Linked DNA regions of Zea mays: region 1 is linked to region 2. The links are chromatin contacts, called in public Hi-C maps. All regions are on one chromosome and are shown on one strand. The core of a region is the stretch at or near the end of the contact, and the rest is flanking DNA. Distances in the headings are between cores, read along the strand shown. Region 1 holds the start of LOC118473578. Region 2 holds the start of LOC100383847.

What was found. Hi-C and Micro-C count contacts between places; a contact is called where the count stands out from the background.
Region 1: a contact with region 2 is called in a Hi-C map of root tip, with 7 times the contacts expected there. The contact joins the promoter of LOC118473578 here to the promoter of LOC100383847 in region 2. A contact is called at or near these places in 3 of 25 Hi-C or Micro-C datasets (bundle sheath, ear and root tip).

The regions. Positions count from the first base shown.
Region 1 is chr10:112,575,118-112,581,612 of Zm-B73-REFERENCE-NAM-5.0, reverse strand. It overlaps LOC118473578, which reads right to left and starts at 3,809. Exons shown (of 1, transcript XM_035963461.1): 1 at 2,945-3,809. The coding sequence starts at 3,627. The coding sequence ends at 3,043. It overlaps LOC100277718, which reads right to left and starts at 5,026. Exons shown (of 10, transcript NM_001151214.2): 1 at 4,810-5,026; 2 at 4,606-4,677. The coding sequence starts at 4,875.
Region 2 is chr10:112,177,448-112,183,109 of Zm-B73-REFERENCE-NAM-5.0, reverse strand. LOC100383847 reads right to left here and starts at 1,594. Exons shown (of 9, transcript NM_001362165.1): 1 at 1,328-1,594; 2 at 1-894. The coding sequence starts at 786.

The DNA.
Region 1 (6,495 bases), core at 2,560-5,059, 400 kb before region 2:
CTTTGGCATATGCTATCACTTTAGAACTGTAATTAACCAGTGCTTACTGCTTTCAGGTTCTCTTTCCAGATCACAATTTAATTATTTAATTTTTTGTTTATTTTTTTTATCATTTAAAGATTCTAGGAGTTGGGAAGACCACTTCTCAACAAGAAATAAAGAAGGCGTATCACAAATTGGCTCTGCGCCTCCACCCAGATAAGAATCTTGGGGATGAGGTAGTATCTCAACCATAAACATGAATGTTTTTTTACCTTTCAGACTCAAGCAATATTTTTATGGATCTTCCTTTTTCATCTAGGCATTGGTGGGAGAAGCAGCAAACGATCTTCAGGAGTACTTCAGAACAATGTACAAGAAAATATGGTTGCTTCTATATTAATTGTAGGCTGATGTTGTCTATTAATTTACAATGATATTTTTTAGGGAAATACAGTAGCGAGAACTCTGTTGTGGCATAAAACTAGCTCTGTTGCTCTGTCTCTAAAAGAATACCCTTTTGGCTTGTTCAGATGTATAGCCAGAGTGACAGTATTTTGGGGACAGGTTGTATATTTTTATATATAATGGTACTTAATTTAATCTTTATTCCCAGGTCACCGAGGCTGACAATGAAGAATTTGAAGCTAAATATAGAGGGTCAGATTATGAGAAAACAGACTTGAAGGACCTCTACACAAAATATAAGGGCAACATGAATAGGAATAATTATCTCTTATATCATATTGTAAAATCTGAAACAGTTCTCCTGTAGATGGTTAGCTTGCATTTTACACTACAATTAGCTCAGATCACTTCTTGTTGTATCTTACACCAATTTACGACATTTCTTGATGTGTTTTATGACAACCTCATGCGCTGAGAGATACATTCGGTCTACATTCGTTATTATGAAATAGATGAATGATTTACGCTAAAATTCATACTCATTTACGTTGTTTTGGTTCACGATTTACACTTAAATCCGTCCGAGCCAGAACCCGCGCACGACCGATGGCGCGCGATTTTCACGCCGTAAATTTGGTATACGAAACAGGTATACGATTTACGCTAAATTGTGTACTCATTTACGCTGTTTTAGCTCACGTTTTACGCTAAAATCTATTTGAGCAAAACCCGCGCACGAACGGACGCACACGATTATTACACCGTAATTTCGGGACCCATTTACGGTTACGAAACAGATATAAGATTTACGCTAAATTTCGTACTCATTTACGCTGTTTTGGTTCATGTTTTACGCTAAAATCTGTCCGAGTCAGAACCCGATCACGATGGGACGTGCGAGATTTTTACGCCGTAATTTTCGGGCCGCATTCGCCGTTTCAAAACAGATCTACGATTTACGCTAAAATTCGTAATCATTTACGCTGTTTTTGTTCACGTTTTACGCTAAAATATGTCCAAGTAAGAACTCATGCCCGGTGGGACGCATGCTGGTACGAGACGTGGCTATACCTGGCTGGGGCTTCCTGGTACTAATGGAAGCCCAGGGCTTCCATTACCTCGTCCCTATATATATATTTGTATATATATATATAATTGAATAATTGACGTATAAAATTATTATGTTGTTTTAAAGTTTATAAGATGACAAATGTAAAATATAGCCAAAAGTACTTAGTTGTTATCTGATATTATTAAAAATATCTTCTAACATTTTGTGATACAAAGTCATCGATTATATTATTGAGATCAATCTTATCCAACAATTTCTTTTCGTCACATAGAATCGCCAAGACATTTAACTTCTCTTGAGTTATTGTTGACCTTAAATAGTTCACAAAAATATTTCAATTTTAAAAACCTTTCTCCACCGATGCAACCACCATGTTACTCTCTTTATATCAAAATAGAATTCGTTTTGCTTCTTTATTGGATTCATTATTATTTAGTTGAATATAAACATAAAAATTAAGAGATAAAACAAATACTATTTTAGAACAGATGAAGTATTCGATAAATAATTGAGACATTAATTTAACAATCTAAACGAGACTAGTCGATAGCATATCGCTTTTTACATATTTGTGTATAGGATAGATAGATTTAACAGGAAAAAGTGCTAGCGTCCAATGGCTAGGGGGGCCTCTGTTTTTGGGACCCCTCAGATACGGCCCTGCCTCGCAGATTGAGCTGCACAATGTAATCGGCTGCGATACCATCTGTCACACCCCGGTGGTGATGACCGAGACGTGAGGAAATGGAGAAACTCACCTGGAACGTGCCTTGGTGATGAAGACAACGTGAACGAGTCTGTTTTCTGATTTCTCCCCGATGCCTCTTCTGCGTAGGGCTTCTTTTATGCCTTCTCTCCCAAAATCACATATTAGTCCCCCTACTCTATAGACCAATACAAGCTGCATATGTTATTGGGTTACTGTAGGTGTTACAAAGTCCTTGGGTTGTTGAATTGACCAGAATCCAACAAAATAGCAGCAGCGGCGGTATGAGCCTGCGCCCTGGAAGCAGTTGCACGCCCACTCCATTCCGACCATGAAGCGGAATATGCATGGCTTATAAATTAGAGCTGCCTACATCCAGTTTTCCATGTTTCGCAGCTGAAGAAGGTTGTGCCGCCGTTAGTTTCTGTTGCTCAGCTACCTAATCATATGGATGGACTGCAAATTCCTGAACGCATCTTGCAGTGCCGTGGGGGTCCAGAGGGTGTATCTCAGGTCCTCGTGCAGTGGTCAGGTATGCCTCCCGCCTCCGTCCTTAGCCACTTGGGAAGATCTCATTGCCCTTTGACAGTCGTTTCCGCAGGCTCCTGCTTGGGACAAGCAGCTTCTTGTCATGGGGGAATGTCAGCATCAATGCGTCGTCAGAACATGAAGTGAACATGTCTTCTTCAGATCAGTTCAGGAGCCGATGACTGCGGAGCTGAGCGCTGAGCCGAGATGATATTTGGACTTATGACCGTTTTATGGTGGGGGTGGGGCGGTGAGGAATCAACACAGCCGTATGACATTACTTTTTCGTGAATCAAGTCGAGTCTCATACATTGCAGAATGCCACAGTACACCACACATGTCGGATCCACTATTCACATGATGAGGTCGTCTTACACCGTTCGCTCTGTTCTGGCCTCACAGAGCAGTATTGGCATGTGATACAAACACGCCCACAATGGCGCAAAGCCAGTAGCAGAGGAACGCAGAAGCGAGTCTCGCAACCGCATGCGCTGCCACGCCTCCGGGGGCCGCCAAGGGTGGCCACGAGCGCCCTGCGCCGGCCGTGGCCGTGGCCATTCGCCATGGTCGCTGCTGCCGCTGTCGCTGTCGCGGGCAGCACCACGAGAAGGCCTCGTGGGACCGCTTCCACGTAATGCCGCCGGCGGTCTGCTACAACGTGGTGCATCTGCATTCTGCTCTGCATATGTGATGTGCCGCGCGCGCGCGTTTTGCCGTTTGCCGGTGGTGGGTGTGGGCTTGTGCGTGAGGCGTCCGAGGGTCGGCGGGTTGGACAGGTTCGCGTTGCATCGGAGTCGGCGGGTTGGACAGGCGTCTCTTCGTTTGTTTCGTATATACTTTTGGCCAACTGATCGCTGCGAAACTGCTCGTCAGTCTGGGTTGGGCCTTTTCTGCGGGGGAAGAAAGCCCACGAAGGGGGTCGTGGTTGCTGCATGTATTCTGGCCCAGTATGCCGCTGACATGGACGGACCTCGCTAATACTCCCTTCCCTCGTGAAAGGAGGAACGTGATATTCTTTCTTTTTTTCTCTTTTTGCAACGTCCAGGAGAATGGATTTAGCAACAAGAGAAGTCCAGGAGTATAGATTGGTCTCTTCTTGGTCTCCGACCCTCTGATTTCCCTATCGTTTGACTTGAAACAGGAGTAGGTTAGATGTGAAAAGGGACCAGCCTCACGGAGAACGTGCCATGACTCTGTCGGCCATTCTTGCCGTGGAGATAAGAGACCTGGTGTAATTCAGAGCATTTTCGGATTTTAATTACTCTGGTGCTGGGGTAGAGTTGTTTAAGTCGGTGCCTATGTTTGTAAACAATTTAGGTGGGACACTGAGGCTAAGAAGGTCTGTCCTGAACTGTGTCTGTGCAGCTTAATGCTCAAGGGTTTAGTTAACGGAAAACACTTATGCAAGGAGTATATAAGCTATTTCGGCTTATATAAGCGTAACACTTATCCTGAACTCGCCGTCGCCAGAGGAAAATCCATCCCCGCTTCCACGGGTCGGATTGGCGGGCGTGAAGACCTGGAGTATATAAGCTAGAAATGGGGGGAGGAGAGATGGCATGAGATGTAGTAAGCAGAATATTCCTCTTCTTCTTGTTCCTCACGTCTCCTACTCCGTTCTTCCCAATTCCCTCCCTGCTGTACTCCGCTACTACGAACTCTGCTACTACTACCTGGTTGAATCGTAACATGTAGTTAGTGGAAGGATTTCAGGTTTGGGGTAGAGTAGGTTGACCGCTGCAGTGTGTGCGATTTCACATCAGACGTACGAAAAATGCGCCCACCAATCCATCTATCAAGAGCACGGGCACAACTCATTCGGCCGCCGATGGTCAGAAACTCTGAAACGAATGGGCTCCAGGGCAACCTCAAGTGCACATGAATGCGGCATTTCTGAAGTTCTCTGACTGACCTCGAGTAAGAAGTCGGCGTCGCCACGCAGCGTGGGTTCCTGGCCTGGGAAGTACGGGTACTCCTCCTTGGCCTGCACGGATAGGGTTGGAGTCACCGGTAAAAAAAAAAAAAACAACCCCAGAAGGATTACTGAACTCCCCCGCGGGCCGCCAGGAGCCCAGGACGCGGAAACTGGGCTCGCGCGCGTTGCCTGCTTACGCACCTGCTGTGGCGTGGCCCAGACGTGCAGGTGGGAGTCGATGACCTTGCAGGAGGAAGAAGCGGCCATGGCGGCGGCAATGGTGGTGGTGGCGGTGGAGAGGAGCAGCCGCCTCCTTGTTGCTGTGGTCGCGAAGGAGAGGATGTCGCGAGAGGCGGTAGTGGCGCGGGGGCACAGGAACCTGCACGGGGCAACCACTGGTGATGATGACGATAAAGCCATAGAGTGTCTGCTGCCGAGTACTGCGCTCCACGTTTTTTCACCAACACAAACGCTGCAGAGCAACCGCAGACGAGTTCACGGGCCGACAAGTTACAGGGCCCAGCTGGCCTCTTAAGGCTGTTCCCAGCAGAGTCCAAATTACACTACCGGTTTCTAAACATATCATTAGTCCTAAACTGTGGTCAAAGTGCATGTTCAGACCCCTAAACTTATAAAATTGTACCATTCCAGTTTCTAAGCTTTCAATTAGGGATGGCAATTTTACCCGCGGGTTCGGATATCCACGGATATCCGACCCGTCGGATTCGGGTTCGGGTAAGAAATTTAACCCGCGGGTCTCACCCATACCCGACCCGTGATTAAATCGGGTCGGGTACGGGTTTTATCTTGTGCCCGCGGGTCTTGGCGGATATCCGAAATAATTTGAGTTTTCACTTTTGGCCCACAAGAAACCGGCGGCCCAATGTCCAGAAACCCTACTACCCTAGTCACACACACGCAGCCACGCAGGAGTAAGGACGCATCGCAGCCCCAGGCGGCCGCCGGCCAGGCCCCCAGCCGCCCACGCGTCCGGCGTCTCTCACCTCACGTCTCATCTCTCTGCTCTCTCTGTCTCTCAGCCAGTCAAGCCGCCACCGCCCACCGGCCACTGGCCACCGCCACCAGCCACTCCGCCCCGGTGTCTGGTACTCGTGGGACAGGCGGACAACGCTAGATCCGCCCCGTCGTCTGGTACTTTGGTTGCCCCGGCCGTCCATCGCAAGACCGGTTGCCCTGGTCCCTGCCGTCGTCGAGCAAGACTGGTTGCCCCGGCCGTCCAGCGAAGCAGCGAACAGCGTGGCAGCGAGCCAGCGACGCAGCGTCCCTGGCTGGCGTCCCTGGCTAGTGGCTGGCTCCCCTGCGTGTCTGCGTATCCAAATTCCAATCCATTCTCCTTCTCCGGTCCAAGGTAGCGTCTCTGTCTCTCTGAGCTAGTGAGTTAGCACTCCGAGTCCGAGGTATATTTTACAGTTGATGTCTCACTGATCTCAAATAGGTGGAGGTGGTTCTCAAATCTAAAGTAGTAAAGTTCATCCATGGCGCCTACAAGTGGATCTGGCTCCGGGACGCAAGCTAATCGTCCACCGTTGTCTTCACGTGGTGCTGCAACGAGGAGGGGGAGAGTGACCTTAAACCGATCAACTATCAATCGGGCTGGCGATGCTGCTGGTACACCTACATTGACGCCGACGCTGAGTGCAGACCCATCAAGTGCTGGTGATACTACTGCTAGTGGCACACCATCATCAAGTACTAATGCTCCACCTGCAGCAGCAGCACCACAATCAGGTATAGATAATGTCATTGTGGAAGATGATGATACTGTTATTGTTGGGACAAAGAGGAAGCTGAAATCTGATGTTTGGCTAGAGTTTGAACAAGTAACTGTTGGTGGTAAATTAAAAGCTCAATGTAATTGGTGTAAAA
Region 2 (5,662 bases), core at 345-2,844:
AGTTGTCCACTTGGTCGCCAAGAAACTCTCAAACTGTGTGCTCCAGATAAGCCTATCAAGCATGACCTGACGACGGTCATAAGTGTAATCCATTGGGTTAACTGTCTCAATCCTATCCCTGAGCCAGTTGCACTTCTCCCTGTCAGGTATGTGCATGTACTCATACCCAATGGTACCGCAATAGGCCTGCTCGAGCCGCTCCAGCACCGAGCGCAGCGTCTGCACTGGCCGGTTTTCAGACAAGAACCCAGCCATCATCCACACCCCAAGAAAGAACTCGCGGTCTAAGTCCGCCTCAGAGAACCCATAGAACGCCGGGTCCAACACATCCGGGACCGGACGCTCCTCAAGCCCGAGCGGGTCGAGCTTGGCTTTCAGGTGGCCGCTCACCTGGTATGCCCTGACGAGCAGCAGCAGCCTCATGCTCTCCTGGATGGTCTGCCCAGAGAGGCCGGGTGAGGTGGTGGCAGCCTGGCCGACGAAGTTGCGGAAAAAGTTGTCCCAGGACTCATCGACAGAGCTGGGGTCGGCCTCCCAGGCCCGCTGCAGCTCCTCGAGGTAGACGCTGCTGGTCCCATCAAGGAAGCTGTCGGTGAGGCGCGAGAGCGGCACAGCACGGGGCGTGGGCGCAGCGAACCGGCGCGGGCAGGTGGAGTGGAAGTAGCGCGCCGGCGCGGCACCTGGGACGGCGCCACCGCCGGCGGCAAAGGGGCTTGCCGCGGCGCGCAAGAGGTTCCTTCGCAGAGCCAAACGGGCCAGGCCGGACGCCGCCCGGAACAGCCCCATTTTCAGATCAAGGTCGATTCGCCAAAGTCAACCGCGAAGGGGATGTGTCTAGTCTGTGGGATTGCGGAATCTAGCCTCCCATCAGCCGCCGATCGATCCCACGTCCCCCTGCACAAGAACAGGAGATTGGTTAGGTTCTCCCTAGAGAGCAGCAGGAACAACAACAACAAATTAGGCAACGAAATTCCAGTGCAAGGGAACTGATTTAAATTAGGCACCGAAATTTCAGGGGAATGGAACTGAATTTTGCATGTATCGCGGCTGGGCTTCCCAAATAGAACTAAATCTCGAACAATTACGCACCGCGCGGATCACTAATGACAGCAAAACTGGCCTGCCAGTCCCCATCCGAGATCGGTCACTCCGTACAGGGCACTGAGGCACGCGATTTCTTCCCATGACACCAGAGACTAAGAACAAGCACTACGCAGATTCCGCAGCAAACAATCGATCCAATCAAACAAGAGAAAACCGCGTGACAGAATCAGGCACGGAGGGACCGAATCAGGCACGAAGGGAGCAACGAGCGGGCGGGGCTTACCAGTGAGTGGGCTACTCGTCAGCCGGTGCGGAGGATCGGAGGAGTAGAAGCCGGGAAGGGTCTCGCGCCGCGCCGCCGCGCTCCGGTGGTTCGGAAAAGGAGGATGGGGACGGGTACGCTTCGAGGGCCGTCTCCCCCGCCCGTGGTGATGTTGATGATGATAAGAGGGCAAAGGTGCGCGGCGTTGGCCTGGGTCCCCCCCTTGCTCCCTCCCACTACCGGTGGCGATGCCGATTGCCGATGGCGAGGGCGATAGATCCGGAGATGGGATGGGGTGAGAGGAAAAGGTGGACTGGCGGTGGGCCCTGACGACAGTGTCACGGTTTCAAACGGACTGGCCCACAAACTCCCACCTGGGTGGCAAGAGATGCGCAGCGCCCGCAGCACCGGAAATGTCTGCGGCCGAGCTTTTTGCTGTGGGCAGCGCTTGTTTCCAACTATTTACCGCGTGAGGCAACAAAACACAACGAAGTCACGGCTGCTCACGGCACATGACAATTCTGCTCCTAGGCTGTCTCCAATAACCAGGGTTTTCTATCTTTTTTTAAGGCATGTTTGGTTCGCGTCTAACTGTGCCACACTTTACCTAAGGTTCGTCCGAATTGAAAAACTAACCTTAGGTAAAATGTGGGAAGTTAGGTAGTAAACCAAACAGGCCTTTAACCTAATTCTGCCTGTTTTCGAAAACGAAAAATAACTGAATTTTGCTCGAATTTCGCATTTCCTGAACAGTTTACGTTTCTCAACCAAATTTCGTCTTTTTTGACCGAGAAACGTATTTTAGTTAAAAAAATTAAAATTTTGACAAGACTTATCTGTATTTTATTCAAATCATGTTGCACAATAAATAACAATATTATCAGGTACCCAAGAATCGGGAGTCCAAAGTAGGCTCAAGATTCTCGACAAACACTTGTTGACCAAGTCTCTATCAAGCAACCCTGCGAGGTGGAACGACCAACCAAATCTCTATCGAGCAACCCTGCGGGGCGAAGCGAGCGACCAAGTCTCTGTCGAGCAATCCTACCCTACGAGGCTGAAGTACCGACCAAGTGTATGTCGAGCAACCCTGCGAGGTGGAGGTGTCGACCAAATCCTTACCAAGCAGCTCAGCGAGGCGGAGACCCCAATCCGGTACTGTTGACCCACGTCAGCCACGATAAGACATGGTATTAACAAACTACATGTGACGCGGCATTACCAAAGGGGTGTCGGGAAGTATCTATCAACGTGACGGTACGTCACCGCATACGGTCTCTGCTTGGTGGGATCGGATGACCACCAGTCCTAGGGAACCTAAGCATCGGCGTTGCCATAGTAACATGCATATCGAGTAGGACACATCAATACATCATATCGAGTGTACGATTAAGCACGCTAGGAGGATGACACATGGTTAAATGACAAAAGGCAGGGTCACAACGCGCACGACACCAAGACTTGCCCTGTCTCTGCCTTGTGGGGACCAACGGGCGTCGCTTCAGGGACCCGTGTAGAAGACGGTACGCCATGACTGGTGAACAACTACGCACGATCCCGAAGACAACGTCAGGAAGGCTACGCCGAGGCAATTAAAGACAACACTACTACAAATTGTGTCCTTACTAGTAGAAAACAAGTCATCTGTATAAAGCCCTACCCTTGAACTATAAAAGGGCAAGACCCCCTCCTTCCCACACATGCATCAGCTTTAACACATCTCTCAAAGCAATAATACGATCAGCACTACACTGGACTAGGGTGAAAGCCTTAACTAGTATAACCCTCTATCTCGACCCTCTCTCTGAGTCCCTAGCGATTCACCATCCAGAGTGAATCTGTGTTAACATCCCCTCCCGAACACAAATTATATTGTCCCACTGGTTCTAAAAGCACGACAAATATATTCACAAATAGTTTGATGCCCAAAATCGCATAAACCATACTTACACAAATAGAAACACACAAATTGAATGCAAAAGCAATAGAAGGTTACAATCGTGTCATACAACGATACAAGTACATATAAAGTTTTTTTATAATATAATTCTTTACATATTCAATTGGATTCATATTATTCATGCATGTTTGAACCTTCCGGGTATGAGCTCACTCCGTATTCATGACCCTATACAAAGTTATAAAATAACATTAACTAGATAATATAAATGGAAAACAAGTAGTAAACGACAAAAACAAAAGTAACACACCTCGTAGCATGTATAATTATATCCATCCATCTCTGTGAGTCTGTAAAATACAGAAGATAGTGCCTCGGGTACTGTTGGATGCGAATATATGTATGGTGGTGGTAGAGGAGGTGGTTGGTCATGCCCATACATGAGCAATGGTTGTAGTTCACCTCGTAATCCTTGACATATGTAAGGGTGTAGGTTTTGGTCATGTCGAGACAGATAGTTGTAACTAGAGCTAACTAAGTTGTGGCTGCAAACTGAATGATGTCGTTGTGACTTAGGTGCTCCATATCTTGAATCTTAGGAAAGCGAGAAATCTCGCCACCTGCCCGACGCGCGTGTGACTTGCCTGAGCTACCGGAACTCGGTCGTTTCTCAGTGAGAAACGCACCAAAACCGTTGGATTTCAGCTTTTTGAGAGGGATAGTAGAGCATAAAGTGGAGCAAAGAGAGTGGAGTCGTGGAGGGTCCGACAAGAGCATATATCCATTTTTAACGGTTTTGGGTTTTGGTTAACGGGTCCAGACGAAACTAAATATTGTTTTCATGCCAAAAGATGAATATTTGAACTTCAAATATAGTTTTGAACTTATGGGACATCCTAGTTTTTTATAGAAATTTTCTAGTTTTTTATTTAAAATTTAAAATCTTCATCCAAATTTTTCAAAAAACGTCAACGAATTTCGAAACCGCCTAATAGTGACAACGGGAAATTTGGCAAGTTTCAGTAAATGTTGCTCGAAATTTTGATCCCTATCTCCAATAGACCGCCTCTCAAAGCAATAATACGATCATCACTACACTGGACTAGGGCGAAATCCTTAACCAATATAACCCTCTATCTCGACCCTCTATCTGAGTCCCCAGCGATTCACCATTCGGAGTGAGTCTGCGCTAGCATCCCCTCCCGGACACAAATTCTATTGTCCTACTGGCTTCTAAAACCACGACAAATAGATTCGCAAATAGTTTGACGCCCAAAATCACATAAACCATACTTACACAAATAGAAACCCACAAATTGAGTGCAACACAAAGCAATAGAAGGTTACAATCGTGTCATACAACGATAAAAAGTACATATAAAGTTTTCTATAATATAATTTTTACACAAATTATGTATGGACCATATATTCAACTGGATTCATAGTATTCATGCAGGTTTGAACCTTCCGAGTATGAGCTCATTCCATATTCATGACCCTATACAAAGTTATAAAATAACATTAACTAGATAATATGAATGGAAAACAAGTAGTAAACGACAAAACAAAAGTAACACACCTCATAGCATGTATAATTATATCCATCCATCTGTGTGAGTCTATAAAATATAGAAGACAATGCCTTGGGTACTGCTGGCTGCGAATATATGTATGGTGGTGGTAGAGGAGGTGGTTGGTCATGCCCATACATGAACAATGGTTGTAGTTCACCTAGTAATCATTGACATGCGTAAGGGTGTAGGTTTTGGTCACGTCGAGGCATTTAGTTGTAACTAGAGCTAACTGAGTTGTTGCCGCAAACTGAATGATGTTGTTGTGAATGAGGTGCTCCATAACTTGAATCTTAGGAAAGCGAGAAATCTCGCCACCTGCCCGACGCGCGCGTGATTTGCCTGATCTACTGGAACTTGGTCGTTTCTCAGTGAGAAACACAGCAAAACCATTGGATTTCATCGCGCTTTTTGAGAGGGATAGTAGAGCAGAAAGTGGAGCAAAGAGAGTGGAGTCGTGAAGGGTCCGACAAGAGCATATATCCATTTTTTAACAGTTTTGGGTTAACGGGTCCTATCGGCGTTTCGGACCCCGGGGGACCCTCAACCGAGTCGACCAGTGAATTTATCGCTGTGTGCCCCTGCCTAGATGGGTTGGCGCAAGATGGAACACAAGGGGAAATGCGGCTTATATTATCTCGCACCAGGGGTGTGCTCGTAGTAGGGGTTACAAGCGTCGCGAGAGAGAGAGTGAGCCTGTTCGTTGCTCGTTCCCCCGCGCGACCCTCCCCCGCAGGAAGGCCCTGGACCTCCCTTTTATAGATGCAAGGAGAGGGTTCAGATGTACAATGGGGGGTGTAGCTATGCGCTAACGTGTCTGGCAGAGAAGTGCCTGAGCCCTGTGTACATGCCAACGTGGCTGTCGGGGAAGCGCTTGAGCCCTGC